Linked DNA regions of Sus scrofa: regions 2, 3 and 4 are each linked to region 1. A link is a contact called in public Hi-C and promoter capture Hi-C data. All regions are on one chromosome and are shown on one strand. Each heading gives the region's core, a stretch centred on a gene start, on an enhancer-like site or on the middle of the called end of the contact. The rest is flanking DNA. Distances are from core to core; before and after follow the strand shown.

Evidence for each region. Promoter capture Hi-C pulls out the DNA fragments that hold promoters and counts their contacts. Hi-C and Micro-C count contacts between places; a contact is called where the count stands out from the background.
Region 2: a contact with region 1 is called in a Hi-C map of liver, with 3 times the contacts expected there. The contact joins the promoter of SAFB here to the promoter of GPR108 in region 1. A contact is called at or near these places in 2 of 47 Hi-C or Micro-C datasets (heart right ventricle and liver).
Region 3: a promoter capture Hi-C map of liver shows a contact between it and region 1, with 4 times the contacts expected there. The contact joins the promoter of STXBP2 here to the promoter of GPR108 in region 1. A contact is called at or near these places in 2 of 5 promoter capture datasets (fetal liver and liver) and 1 of 47 Hi-C or Micro-C datasets (liver).
Region 4: a promoter capture Hi-C map of liver shows a contact between it and region 1, with 3 times the contacts expected there. The contact joins the promoter of MCOLN1 here to the promoter of GPR108 in region 1. A contact is called at or near these places in 1 of 5 promoter capture datasets (liver) and 5 of 47 Hi-C or Micro-C datasets (embryonic fibroblasts, heart right ventricle, liver and 2 more).

Annotation. Positions count from the first base shown.
Region 1 is chr2:72,416,521-72,420,011 of Sscrofa11.1, forward strand. It overlaps GPR108 (protein GPR108), which reads left to right and starts at 1,701. Exons shown (of 18, transcript XM_021083982.1): 1 at 1,701-1,870; 2 at 2,629-2,748. The coding sequence starts at 1,751.
Region 2 is chr2:73,332,503-73,335,993 of Sscrofa11.1, forward strand. It overlaps SAFB (scaffold attachment factor B1), which reads right to left and starts at 1,992. Exons shown (of 21, transcript XM_021084024.1): 1 at 1,520-1,992. The coding sequence starts at 1,882. SAFB2 (scaffold attachment factor B2) reads left to right here and starts at 2,040. Exons shown (of 18, transcript XR_002341685.1): 1 at 2,040-2,377.
Region 3 is chr2:71,511,748-71,515,238 of Sscrofa11.1, forward strand. STXBP2 (syntaxin-binding protein 2) reads right to left here and starts at 1,699. Exons shown (of 19, transcript XM_003123150.6): 1 at 1,604-1,699; 2 at 224-273. The coding sequence starts at 1,640. The region is part of intron 1 of PCP2 (Purkinje cell protein 2 homolog); the gene reads left to right.
Region 4 is chr2:71,611,533-71,615,023 of Sscrofa11.1, forward strand. MCOLN1 (mucolipin-1) reads right to left here and starts at 1,792. Exons shown (of 14, transcript XM_003480808.4): 1 at 1,617-1,792. The coding sequence starts at 1,647.

The DNA of each region.
Region 1 (3,491 bases), core at 451-2,950:
CGGCTCTTGCGGGCCGGCCCGGCTCCAGACGGCTATGCTTGTCCCACTAATGGCCTAGTCCCTCCGGCCGCAGAGCGGATGGGAGGATTTCGATCCTGCCTAGGATGTGCCTCGGCCAAGACCGGGTCCATTAGCGCCCCCACCGCATCCTGCCTCTCTCTCCAAAGTCTGCGCCGGGAAACTGAGGACGGGTTGTCCTTGGGGCGCTGGGCCCAAGCCTTTCCCCATCTGCTGTCCGGTTCGGTTCGTACTTGCACCTGCCCATTTTCCAGTCGCATGCATTAAGGCCCAATCAGGTTTAAAAGTCTCCAAATCCTAGGATTCCGACAATGTCTCCTTTCTCCCCTCCAACCCCCTTGCCCTGGGGCTTGGAAGTCCGTCGCCTCTCATAAAAGTCTGTTCACACCTTGTTAATTCCTTTGAGGCACTGGGATAAAAGGGGAGAAATCTCTGCAGCAACCTCTTTCATCCTCTCCTGCTTTAGGTGCTTTCTCTTTGGCTACAGAGGTGACAGCCGCCCTGCTGGGGCTGGGGGCCCCGAGCCCCCAGGGCAGGTTAGGCTCTGAGTCCGCAGGCTCCCTGTACACAGGTGGGAAGCCCAGGAGGATAGCTCCAGGAGCCCACACTGGGACAGATGGCTCTACGGGGACCTGGCCCCACCTGCTGGTGGCTTGTGAGTTAGAAAACCTGAAATTGTAAAGTGGACCTGTGTTCCAGAGGTTAAAGGATCAGGAACTCAGTCAGGACCTCGGCCTGGGATCTGGGACTCAGTTGCTCAGCCTGAGAGTAGGGTCTCAACCTCTAACTGAAATTGGGATTGATCTCAAGTCCTCATCACAGTTGGGATAGGGTCTGGGATCAGAGCCTTAGCAGAAGGGTCAGCCACCCAAATGAAGGCCTCAGATTCAGACTGAGGTCCAGGGATCAGTCCTTATCTGAAGTCAGGGGTTAGTCCTAATCTGAGGTCAGAGCTCAGTCCAGGTGGAAGCTCAACCAGGTATAGGTTGAGGGTAAAAACGGGTGGGGGAGTCAGGGTTTCAGGCTGAGGTCAGGGCTCAGCCTGAGACAAGACTAGCCTGGAACCTGGGGGTGAGCCTCCAGTTGCCTCACTCCAGGATAGAAGCGTCCACCTAAGGCTGGGAATTCAGCCTGGGATCATAGGTCACCCAAGGGTCAAGATTTAGCTTGGGGCTAGGTTTTGGCCTCTCCGTGGATCAGGAAGATTAGGAGAGAAGATAGGCTTCAGCAAATGCATGTGTTTACCAAAAGCCTGAACTTTGGCTGGGAGCCACATCCCTGGGGTACAAAGGGGAAGTCCGTCCTTAGGGATACTGGGAAATGTAGTTTATTGAAGGCTCCCAATGAGCCGTCTGCTACCCCTCCGTTTTGGGTAATGTAGTTCTGAACTGGTCAGTCAGTTAAGGGTGGATGGAGGAATTCCCCTTTGGGGGCCGGATATCAGATCCATCACAATTGGTTGGAGGGTCTGTTTATCAAATTACATCAGGGACAATCCTTCTAGTGATTGGTGAGAGTGGAGGCGGGATTAACTGACATCAGCATTCCCATTCGGAACCGGTGCTGTCCATTTGGTGTCGTAAAGGGGGCGGCCTCGAGAGGAGAAGATCGATGATTGGTTGAGCGGGCCGAAAATGCCAAAGAGTCGGCCCCCACCGTACGGCGATTGGTTCACCGGTAGGCGGGCCTGGAGGCGTCAGAGGCGGTATCAGGGGAGGCGGTGGCTCCAGAGATGGCAGTGAGCGAGAGGAGGGGGCTCGCCCGCGGGAGACCCGCGGAGTGGGGCCAGCGGCTCTTTCTGCTGCTGCTGTTAGGAGGCTGCTCTGGGCGCATCCACCGGCTGACGCTGACGGTGAGTCCTGCCGCGCAGCAGTCTTGAGTGGGGGACGCAGCTTTAGCCTGGAGAAGCCCCTGGCTTGGAGTGGTCTCGTCCTACCTCCCCCGCTCCTTACACGGGATGGAGCGGTCCGGCGCCCCCCGCGTCCAGGCCCGAAGTGGCCTCGTCCGAGGATCCCCCTCAATCCTCCCTTTGGAGTTGCCTGGCCGGCTGTGAGGGGGTCGTGCCCCGCCCACGGCTTGGGGCGGGGCTTCATCTCCGGGGACCCAGGACTCAGAGCCCTGTAAATTCTGGGGATCCATTTGGGGGCGCCAGGGGCCCTTAACACCGCCCAGGGAAGTCCCTGGGGGTTCTAGACTGGAGTCCTCTGAGTACTTATCGAGATCTTGGAGGCTCAGTTGAAATCTCTGCACTCTAGGGGCTCAGCTGGAATCAAAAAATTTTCTGGGAGGTGAGGGCCAGGCACTCCAAGATTCGTAACTCTGCTCTCCGGGTGGTACTCATCCAGTGGAGGGACTTCCAGGGGTCCCAGACTTTCTCTTCCTAGACTCTGAAAAGTGGCCAGAGGATCCGGGGCCACTCTGTCCCTTCCTGAGATTGGGGTCACAGCCTCCAGGGGTGGCCCTCTCAGCCTCTTCTGTCACCCTTTGGACCCGTCCTAAATCTAGGCATACCAGGAGGTGACCACAGCCCTTGGGGAAACCTCGTGCCACAACTCTGGGGCTGGGCTAGTGGGAAGTCTCAGCTGCTTCTGTCTCCTTCATCGCCGGCAGGGGGAGAAGCGAGCCGACATCCAGCTGAACAGCTTTGGCTTCTACACCAACGGCTCTCTGGAGGTAGACCTGAGCCTCCTGCGGCTGGGCCTCCAGGAGACAGAAGAGAAAGCTCCGCTGGTGAGGGGCTTTGAGGAGTGCGGTACTGGAGGAGGGAGAGGTGCAGAAGTTTCTGGGCTTCTCCCCCACAACCCCCCCCCCCCAGCTCTGGATTCCCATCCTAGCTATGCCTCTCACCCGTGTGATCTTGGGCAAGTCCCTTGGCCTCTCTTTCCTCATCTATAACATGGGAATAATAATATTTCCTGCAATATGTGCTAGGCACTGAGCCGGAGAGGGGTGGGGAGGGGAGCATGCCAGTGAACAAGACAGCCCAGTTCCTTGAATCAAATGAGTAGCTAAGAGTTCCTATTGTGGCTCAGCACGTTTCGAATCTAGCTAGTATCCACAAGGATTTGGGTTCGATCCCTGGCCTCACTCAGTGGGTTAAGGATCTGTCATTACTGCATGCTATGGTGTAGGTCACAGACACAGCTCGTCTCTGGCATGGCTGTGGCTGTGGTGTAGACCAGCAGCTGCAGCTCCAATTTGACCCCTATATGCTGTGGGTGCAGCCCTAAAATAAGAGAGAGAGAGTAGTTAGTGTTTATTGTACCCGCTGTGAACCAGGTACCATGCAGATCAATTTCCATGGGTTGGTTCCTACACAGCTGCCTCTCGGGGATGCTGTGAGAAGATTACACCTGCCAACTCAGTTTTACAGGTGTTTACACAGACCCAGAGGTATGTGGCTTGCTTAGAGTCCCAGAGCCTGGTTGTAAATCCCTGTGTGCTGGACTCCAGAGCCCAAGGCAGGATACCAC
Region 2 (3,491 bases), core at 742-3,241, 920 kb after region 1:
CTTGTAGACTAAGGGAAAAAGGATACCCCCCCCCCCCAGTTTGGCTTTGTTGACAAGAGGTCCTGGAGGCTACTAACGACATGGATGGGGGGGCAGGGGGCGGTGCCTTCAACCCTCATCCTGCTTGCATCTTTTCCAGGTAAACATCTTAATCAAATGCCTAACCTGTCTGAGTAAAGGAAGTTAGTATCCATACTGAAAGAAACACAGGCTTTCTGAGTTAGACCCAACTGACTCAAGGGAAGTAATTCACCACTCCCAAGCCTGAGCTTCTCAACCAGATAATAGAAAATAATCCCCATTTCCTCTAAATAGCAATTAATAAATAACCCCCCAATCCTCAGTTGTTTGGGAGGCAGGAGGGTGGAATGAGTCACAAACCGCACCGTCTGGAGGGCTTGGGGGTGGGGTGGGGGGTGTTGGATTAAGTGGCAAGGCTTAGCGATTACACGGAAGACCCAAGACAAGTGTCTCTAGGTTGCAAAAAGGCAAAGAAAGAAGCCACAGGAATAAAGCAAACCATAGGGTGAAACAGAAAGGCGCCAACATTTACTTAAACTCACTGCTCTTCACACGCATCCCTCAGAACCCCTCAAGACAGGGGTTAGAACCACCCTCTGCCGCTTGCCAATATCAAACGGTGGCACAGAAAGAAAAGTGACTTGTAACAGCGATCCTACTACCTCTGAGTGTTTACATGTGCTAGGCAACACGCCAAGCCTGTTTCATGCCATCTTACTTAATCCTAGCACGGAAGAACTATTACTTTCCTCTTCGAACACAAAAAGAAACAGGATCGAGAAGGGGTAGTAAATGTCTTCCATGCCCAAGATCAGGCCCCTGGGCCTGGCAGGGGCCTGATCTCTCCCCAACCCTCTATGTTCTATCTCGCGATTGCTAACTGCACTTCCCTTTGCATGCTGTGTCCCCGAGTCCGTGCTGGAAGGTCCCTAAGCCGTTTTTTCTCTCTCTTGGAAGATTTTTTTCGGAACGATTACTTTAACAGTTCATTCAAGGCTTCTAGGCCATAACGGATCAAGGAGCATCTATCTTCCCAAAGGAGAACCGCGCGGCCCGCACGGGCTCAGGGAATCAGACGGCTTGGGTTCAAATCCCCACCTCCCCACTCGGGTCGAATGACCTTGGCCCAGTCCCCACGCCGCGGAGGAAATGAGGATTTCAAGGTTCCGCGTCCACTTTCGCAGACTGGGATGAAACCAACCAAAAAAAAAATCCCTAAAAAACAGTGAATGATGCGGAAAACACAGGCCTTAGCCGATGTCACCCGTCACCCCAAACTTCCCCCGTTCGCTTCCCCAGTCTCGCCCCGATGCGACTCTAGACTTCGAACCTGGAGCTCCCGCCGGAGCCAGAGAGAAGCCGGGAGAAGCGCTGAGCGCCAGGCCCAAAGCAGGCCGCAGACAGGGCCGGGGGCGGACCCCGAGGCCAGGACGCCACCGTCGTGGCTGCCGGGGTCCCCCAACCCACTTCCTGCCCACCCCCAAGGCCCCGGCTCCACCTTTTTGAGCCGCTCCATCAAAACGCTCTTGTTGCCGCTCGAGTCCAGATTCCGTTTCCTCAGCTCCGCCCGCAGATCAATCACCCGCAGGTCGCTGAGGCGCCGCGTCCCGGTCTCCGACGAGGCGGAACTCAGAGCGGCTGCGCCCGCCGCACTCGAATCGCCTAGGCCTGACAGAGCCTCCGCCATTCCAGGGACCCTGGCTCCGCCGCCCACTTCACACAGAACCGGGCAGGATTTATCTCGGCTTCTAGCACAAAATGGCGCCGCCTGCGAGGGAACCGCTCCAGCCGCCCCGGCGCGCCTCGCTCCTGCGCAGGCGCACCCGGCGCGGGTTCGACGCTCCCGGTCGCGTCTGCCCATGCGTGGTGAGAGACTTGGGGAACTGCGCGCAGGCGTGTTGCGTTTTGCTGGCCTCCCGCCGCGATCAGCCGGCACACATGCGTACTGCAGTTACGGCGCCTGCGCGTTGTGCCGGGTCACGTGCGTTTGGTCGACGCGCTAGCGTGCTTGCTGCTAAGAATCCCGGTAGGGGCCGCACGCATGCGCTGCCGGAAAAACTGGGCGGGAGGAAGCGAGTGCGTTTTCCTCGCCGGCGGCGCCATTTTGTGTTCAGAGCCGCTACTGCCGCCGGCGGTGTGAGGAGTAGGTGGCGGAGACGGGGTGCCCGGGATGGCGGAGTCTCCGGCAGGGTCCGGTGACTCGGGTTCTGGCACGGCCAGTGTCGTCTCGGGCGCTTCAGAAGCCGGGACGCGGCGGCTCAGCGATCTGCGGGTGATCGATCTGCGGGCGGAGCTGAAGAAGCGGAACCTGGACACGGGTGGCAACAAGAGCGTCCTGATGGAGCGACTCAAGAAGGTGAGGCAACCAGGGGCCCTGGGGTGGCGCAGGAAGCTGGGGCACGCCCCCGAGCGGGCCTGTCACCGTGACTCCCGGGCCCGGGGCGCCTCCGGCCCGCTTCTCGTGGCCGAACCCAGCCCGAGCTGTCAGGGACCGCGGGGATCCGGCTGTGTGACCTTGGCTCGTCACCGCTTCTCTCTGTGTCTTACCTCCTCCTTTTTTTCTAGTTAGTCGTTTCAAGAGCGCTGAAAGCCCACTATAGCTGCAGGGTGGCTTCTAGACTGCACCCGGGGTTTGGGTTGGAGACTGTTTGTGTGACCTTGGACAAGTGCTTTCCGTTACTTGCTCTTGTTTCTTGTCTTGGAGATCCAAGAGAGAAAGATCCTTTGAGGTTTTCTGTCTTGGAGAGGTTTTCTTTCTTGGAGATCCAAGACTGAAGATCCTTTGAGATTTCTCGGGGTGGAGGGTGCTTTGCTGGGTCCTGCCCCAGGACCTTTGTTCCTCCCTTGCTTTTCCCCCGGACTGCTCCTCTCCCAGGTCAACAACTGTCTGGCGCCTTGTCATTTTGGGGTCTGAGATGTCGAGTCGCCGACCAGCCTCCCTAAGTTCTGCTGCACTTCCCTGACTCCATATCGCACCATCCTGTGTTTATTGCTCCCACCTCAGGGGCACTTGACACAAACTGGGGCGGGGCGTTGTCATTTCCCAAGTCAGAACTAGCTTCTTGAGGATCAGGACCTTGTGAGTTCCCTGGGTTCGCCGCGCCTCCCCAGGCCCAGAAGGCACTGGGATACTTGTTGAGTGGAACCACTAACCTCTCCTCTACCCAGGTTGATGGGTGTTTTTCTACCTCAGGTCAAAGATGGCTGGGTTGACCAGCTCCTCAGCCCTTTGCCCCTGCCGCCTTTCTGCCTGTTACTTTGTTGACTTAGAGCAGAGGCATTTTGGAGGTTAGGGGTCATTTTGGAACTTGTCATTGACCCTGTTTCTGAACTGTCTGTCTTTTGGGTGAGGAGCCCAGAAAGAACTAGGGGGTACTGGGATCATCCTGTGCCTTTGGGGTTTGCAGCCCAGATAGCAGAACCAGACTTGTTTTTTGCAAGGAAAGGTTCACCTTTGTTCACAGGGAAGT
Region 3 (3,491 bases), core at 449-2,948, 900 kb before region 1:
TGAGGAGGAGCTGGAGTGGTGGACAGGCCTGACAGCTTCAAGAGCCGGTTGAACAGGAGGACCCAGGACCCCATTCCCCACATGACTCTATCCCAGATCTGCCCATCTGATCCCATCTCTGTGGACTAGCAGCCTCCTCAGGGAGCTGGAGGGAACCCCACATTCAGGGCCTGCCCCCCGTCCCCACCATGGGTTTGGACAAGGCATTCTGTCTTGCTCCTACCTTCCACTCCCCATCCTTCTTGACGCTCCGAATGACTCCACTCAAAATTTCTGCAGGGAAGTGAGGGCCAGGCTCAGAATGCTGGGTCCTCTGGGCCCACCACACCACAAAACCTTTTGGGTCCGGGGCAGCACCTCCATCTGAACTCCCAGTAACTTCTCCCCCTAGTCCTGTGAGGTAGTTCCTGGTCACCCTCGATTTATAGACAAGGACATTGACTTTCAGAGAGAAGTTAAGTTGCCTAAGCACCCTGGGCATCTAAGTGGCCAAATGCCTACAGCATAAGTAGCCACTGGATAAATGCTTTTAGATAAACAAATAACTGGAAAGCCAGGACTCACATAACAGGTCTACCTGCCTCCAGAGCTGGCCTCAGCTATTTGAGAGAACTCTTGCTATTTGAGTTCTCTTGGTGAGATTTCAGCCACGCCCTCATTCCACCTCCATCAGTTTCCCCTGAACCAGAACTCAGGATCCCTAGATCCTTGCTCTGAGGCGTGCCTGGCTGTGGTCATCCCATTACTCAACTTCCAGCCTCAGTTGTCTCATCTGTAAAATGGAAGCAGTGGCTTTCCTGCCTCCCCTTTAACCCCTGTATAAGAAGCTCCTTTTTCAGTTGGGTTGCTGGGCGTTTGAGCCACACTCCGCGCTGCCTAGTGAAGGGAGTGGGTAGAAGGGACAGGGCAGCTCCGCCCAGCAAGACTGTCATGTACAGTGTTATCAAGGCAGCCTGGGCCAGGGCGGAAGGAGCTGCTGAGGCCGGAACTACCGGAGGTGGGGGAGGGAGCGACCTCCACCCCTCCTCCAAGAACCCGGCCCGCGAGGCCTGGACGCCTGGGTACCTCTCCCCCCTCCCCCCGCCCCGCCGCTGCATGGAGCTCCTGGGGACTGGAGAAGGAGGAAGGCGTCCCCTACTCTTGGACCTGGATAGGGGCCTGGACACGCCCCCTGGGCACTCTCACCACCTGGGGTCACGCATCAGCACACCCAGCCCGGCCCCAGTCCGCATCACGGGGCCTCAGGGGTCCAGCCTGTCGGACTTTGCCTGACTCAGAGACCCTGGTCTCTGGATGTCTAGCTGTGCCATAACCCCTCGCTGTCATCCCAGCGGGTCCCGGAGTCCAGGCTTGGCACCTGGCTGCGCCCCGCTTAGTCTGATCCCCTTGGGTTCGCGGAGTCCAGTCGCCCAACTTTGTTCCGCTCTCTCACGGTAGAGTTGGGACGTCCAGCTAAGGCCAAGTCCCCGCCCGCCCCTTCGAAGGTCCTGTGCTCGACGCCCAGACTGGCCCCCGACTCCCCACCGCCTGGGTCCCAAGGTCCGTGCGCCCCCAGCCCCCGCCCCCAGGGGACGCAAGAGCCCGTCCCCGGAGCGGCACTCACTTTCCCCCACCACCGCCTTCAGCCCCGAGGGCGCCATCTTCCCCTAGGGGCGCCGCCGCTTCCGGGTCTGTCCCAAGGTGGGGGCGTGGCCCTTCGCGTCATCCACGTGGACCCCGCCCAGCGGGACCTGGCCCCGCCCCTGCGCACCTGGCCCCGCCCCGCCGTCTGTTCTCGGAGAGAAAGAAGGGTTCTTCGCGGAACTAGTCCACGGATGTGTCCACTTAGACGTGCACCTAGTCCCTGAAGGGGCATATCCCGAGGACACGCTCACAGACGTGAGCTCAGACACACTTCCCTCGCTTGTGTCCAGCGGGAAAGTGGGATTGCAAGGCAAAAATCCCTTAATCTTCCCCAGGCAGAGCTCCACTCTGCCAGAAGTTTCTCTGTGTCTCAAGGATACTGTGTGCCCACCCAGAGCCGCGGGGCCACTGTGAGTCACTTCTGTACCCGAGTTTAGCAGCAATAGCGGGCTTGGGCAACAACTGATGAAACTGGAGAGGAGGCTTGTAGCAATAGCTGGAGCTAAGCCAGCGCCTACTGTGTGCTAGGGACTGGTGCCAGATTCTCCATGGATCCTGACAGGAGGAGGATAGACAATGAAACCACGGCTCAGACCCTTGTTGAAGGCCACGTGAGGAGTAGGCCTATTGCAATGGGAAACACCAGTCTGTCCCAGGAAGTATGCTTGTCACAATCTTGCTGATACACACAGGGATTCAGTGGCATGTTCAACTGCTTGCACACTCACACACACCTCAATTCACACTCAACTCCAAATTTCAGGGCCTGCGCCTGCTGTGCACCAGCTAAGGGCTGACACCTTGTTAGGCAGAGGGCACAGTCCAACAGCACCCAGACAAATGGGGTCCTGGATTTAAAGTGTGACACATCGTGTAAATAAAGACTCCTGAACTGGTTCAGTTCCAGATCAGTGCTTTTATCTGATCATGTTTAAGAGTCAACCAGGTGCTGGGCCCTCTGCCACTTACATGGGACAGGTGTAGAGTCCCAGCAGTGAATAAGATCAGAAAGGCTGGAGTTTCCATCATGGCACAGTGGAAATGAATCCGACTAGGAACCACAAGGTTTCGGGTTCAATCCCTGGCCTCGCTCACTGGGTTAAGGATCTGGCATTGCCATGAGCTGTGGTTAGGTCACACACAGGGCTCAAATCCTGTGTTGCTGTGACTCTGGTGTAGGCCGGCAGCTGTAGTTCTGATTGGACCCCTAGCCTGGGAACCTCCATATACTGTGAGTGCAGCCATAAAAAGCAAAAAAGGAAAAAAAAAATCAGAAAGCCTGCCAGGTGGCACTTAAAGTTGAACAGAGCCCATTGACAGAGAAGTGGATAAAAAAAGATGTGGTACATATACACGTTAGAATATTACTCAGACATTAAAAGGAAAGAAATAATGGCATTTGCAGCAACATGGATGGACCCAAAAATTATCATGCCAAGTGAAGTTAGTGAGACACTAGTGTCATATGCTATCACTTACATGTGGAATCTAAAAAAGGACACAGTGAACTTCTTTTCATAACAGATACTGGCTCACAGACTTTGAAAAACTTAGTTTCCAAAGGAGACACGTTGGGGGTGACAGGATGGGCTGGGGGTTTGGGATGGAAATGCTATAAAATTGGGTTGCGATGATTGTTGTACAACTATAAATGCAACAAAATCCATTGAGTTAAAAAGTTGAACAGAGGAAGAGCAGGAGACAGAAAACAATCAATTATGCCTTCAGGAAATAAACAGTGACAAGATAACAAGTGCCAAGGGTTGGGGAATGCTTAATTTAGGTGGTGCCAGAGGGCTACCCTGAGGGGGTGGCTTTTAAGCATAACCCTGAAGGACATCAAGAAGTAACCATGCAGAGAGCAGTGG
Region 4 (3,491 bases), core at 542-3,041, 800 kb before region 1:
ACTCTGGAGATCTAAGAAAAACCAAAAAATTCACAGCATTTTCTGGACACATGCAGCAGTGCTGCTCAGAGGTTACAGGTTACTCAAAAGGTCCTGAGTTGATTCCTGCCCCTGTCCCAGGGCACTCAGCCTCCCTGAGCCTCAGTCTCCTCCTCTGCAAAATGGGGCATTAATATCTCTCACCAGGAGGCTAAGGATCAGATCTTTACAATGCATTCAGTTTTTGAGCTTCAAAAGTTTCTCCACGAGTAGAGGTTGTTCTAAGAACTGCTTATTCCCTTCAATCCTGACCAGCCCAAGAGGAAAGTCCAAATTTTCAGCACCTGCTGGGGTCACAGCCAGTCATGGCAGCCAAGAACTGTCCCTGACACACCCCACCACCCCTACTTGGAGAACCCTGCTTCTTTCCAGGGCCTGGCTGGCCCCCTGCCTGGCACAGCCACCAGGATGAACATGGGCACTGTCAGAACCTGTCCTGCAAGGAGGGCCAGATCCTGGCTGGTTCCTTTGGAGCTCAGATGCTGTTGTAGTTTACAAAGCGGCTGGATGAGAAGCCGGAGGGCCAGCTGCCTCCCTGGCTGGGATCACAGCTAAGCCACCCAGACTCTAACAGCCAGGACACTTCTTAGATGTCTCCAGCTAGCTTACGAAGGGAAGATCGGGTGTTCCTGTCGTGGCTCAGCGGTTAACAAACCCGACTAGCATCCATGAGGATGCAGGTTCCATCCCTGGCTTTGTTCAATGGGCTACGGATCCAGCGTTGCCATGAGCTGTGGTGTGGGTGGCTCAGCAGTTAACAAACCCGACTAGCATCCATGAGGATGCAGGTTCCATCCCTGGCCTTGTTCAGTGGGTTAAGGATCCAGCGTTGCCATGAGCTGTGGTGTAGGTGGCAGACTCGGCACGGATCCTGTGTTGCTGTGGCTGTGGTGTAGGTAAAACTACAGCTCCGATTAGACCCTAGCCAGGGAAGCTCCATATGCCTCAGGTGCAGCCCTAAAAGGACAAATAAATAAATAAATGAATAAGTAACAACAACAACAAAACAAAAAACGAAGGGAAGACCAATGCAATCGGCCTTCCTCTAGGGTCCCCTATGAGAGGCTACTGAGGTCAGGAAAGCTGAGCTTCCATTAGTTTGGTGATCTGAAATTGAGTTAGGCACCTAGGTTTCAGGAGGCAATGACCAACACTCCTCTCTGGGTTTAGAGAAGCTGAACATTTGCCTCCTGATTTGGGGAAGGAAAATCTGAGATCTCACATGCAACTGGGGTTGTCTGAGTTCTGGCAGAGCTGAGCAATCCGAATCTAGACTCAGAATGCAAACCCTGGGACCCTGACCGCCAGGAGTCGCCTGAGTTGAGGCACGCTGAGCACAGCCTAGGTTCAGGAAGGGCGGTCGGGAGTCCTGCCACTCCAAGGTCGCAAAGCTAGTGCCCACCCGCCGCCCAGGTAATAGGAGCCGTCAGCCCGTATCGCCACCACGGGGAAGCTTGAGAGGTCAGCACCGGCGCTGAGGAATGAGAAACCCGGGGCTCCGCCGCCCTAGGTCGGAGAAGTCGGCCGCCGGCCCGCCGCCTGCGTTCGGCGACCCGCAGGGCCGCCTGCGCCCTCACCTGAGCCGCGCGGGCCTACGGGGACTGCCATGCCGGAGCGAGTAGCACCGGACGCGGGCGAGCGCCGCGGCGCAGCCGGGGTCCGAACGCCCGCCGCTGTCACTGCGGCCTCGCTCCCTCGCGGTGCAGCTTCAAACCCTCCCGCATCAGCTGACTCGCGCCCCCAGTCACGTGACCCACACGGTTCAAAAAGCAATCGACGCGATCCGGTCCCGCCCTCTGCGCCACGACGCCCCCTGCAGGAGCTGCACGCATGCGTGACTCAGCTGGCGATTTACAGCCCTTAGACGGCCGTGCGGTCCTAGCGCCGACGGGCGAAAAATGAATGTGCTGGGGGATGGGCTGGCTGTGAGGGAGCCAACTTTGCCCTGGCTGGGTCCTGGCTCCCTATCATGCCCGCGTGCAATGCCAACCTCTTGACTTCCATGTCCAGTGCTTGACCCCCTTACCCTCCACAGACTCTGGTGATGATCCCACATTTTATCTCAAGACTGCCCTGCTTCCTACCCCCCAGAAACCCCGCATTCCTCTTAAACCCCTCTCATCTGAACTACCATCAAACCCTCTATAATTTCGTAATTATATCCCAAACAGGACTACTTTTCCCCACTCCTATGGCTATCAGCCCAGAGTCCCTCAACACCCTGGCCCCTGCCATTGTACCAACGTCCCTGATCTTAGGCTCCCATTCTTTTTTTTTTTTTTTTTTCCATTTTATGGCTGCACATATGGCTAGGGGTCAAATTGGAGCTGCAGCTGTTGGCCTACACTACAGCCCCAGCAACACCAGATCAGAGCTGCATCTGTGACCTAAGCCACAGCTTGTGGCAACTCCGATGGATCCTTTTTTTTTTTTTTGTCTTTTGTCCTTTTAGGGCCACACCCTTGGCATATGGAGGTTCCCAGGCTAGGGGTCTAATCAGAGCTGTTGCTGCCAGCCTATGCCAGAGCCGAAGCAACACCAGATCTGAGCCACGTCCATGACCTACACCACAGCTCACAGCAATGCTGGATCCTTAACCCACTGAGTGAGGCCAGGGATCAAACCCACAACCTCATGGTTCCTAGTTGGATTCGTTTCCACTGCACCATGATGGGAGCTCCCCAACAGATCCTTAACTCACTGAGCAAAGCCAAAGATGGAACCCCCAACTTCATGGATGCTAGTCCAGTTCTTAACCTGATGAGCCACAACAGGAACTCCCTTAGGTTCCCATTCTTGATCTCCCCATTCCACTCTTCATCCAGCAGCTAGAAGGAGCTTCAAAAGATTATTCATATTAGTCCTCTGTCAGAACCTACTAATGTCTTCCTATTTCTCCAGGATGTCAAGCAAGCTCCCCACTTCAGTCTACCCGGCCCTTTGTTCCATGCCCCACCCACTCCTACCTCCTCCCCAGGCTCATCTCTCAGTAGCCCCAGGGCCTTTGCACAATCTTGTCCTAGAGCATAAAGGTTAACAACCCAGGCTCTGGAAGGCAGACAAAAGGAGCTTCGACCTAGGAAACTTCTGTGTCTTCCAAAAAGTCACTTAAACTCCATGTACCTCAGTTTACTCATTTGCAAAATGGCGTAACTTCGTCAAAGTTACCTGCCTCATGGAGCTGTTGAGAGAATTAAATGAGAAAATGCAAGAGCATAGCACATCTCAGGGCAAATAGCACTGATGATTAGAGATTAGTGGGATTATAAAGTCCTTCCTTAAGGAAGCTGTCCCCCATCTAAATCAGAAGTCTTGTTATGCTTCTTCTGGAATGTACCATACTGTAATTACTTTTTAAAACTTTCTGAACTGAGTCTCTGTGAGCTCTGTGAGGGCCAAGGCCATGCTTATCTTGCCCCCTGCTGAGACCGGAGCAATCAACAGATGTTTGT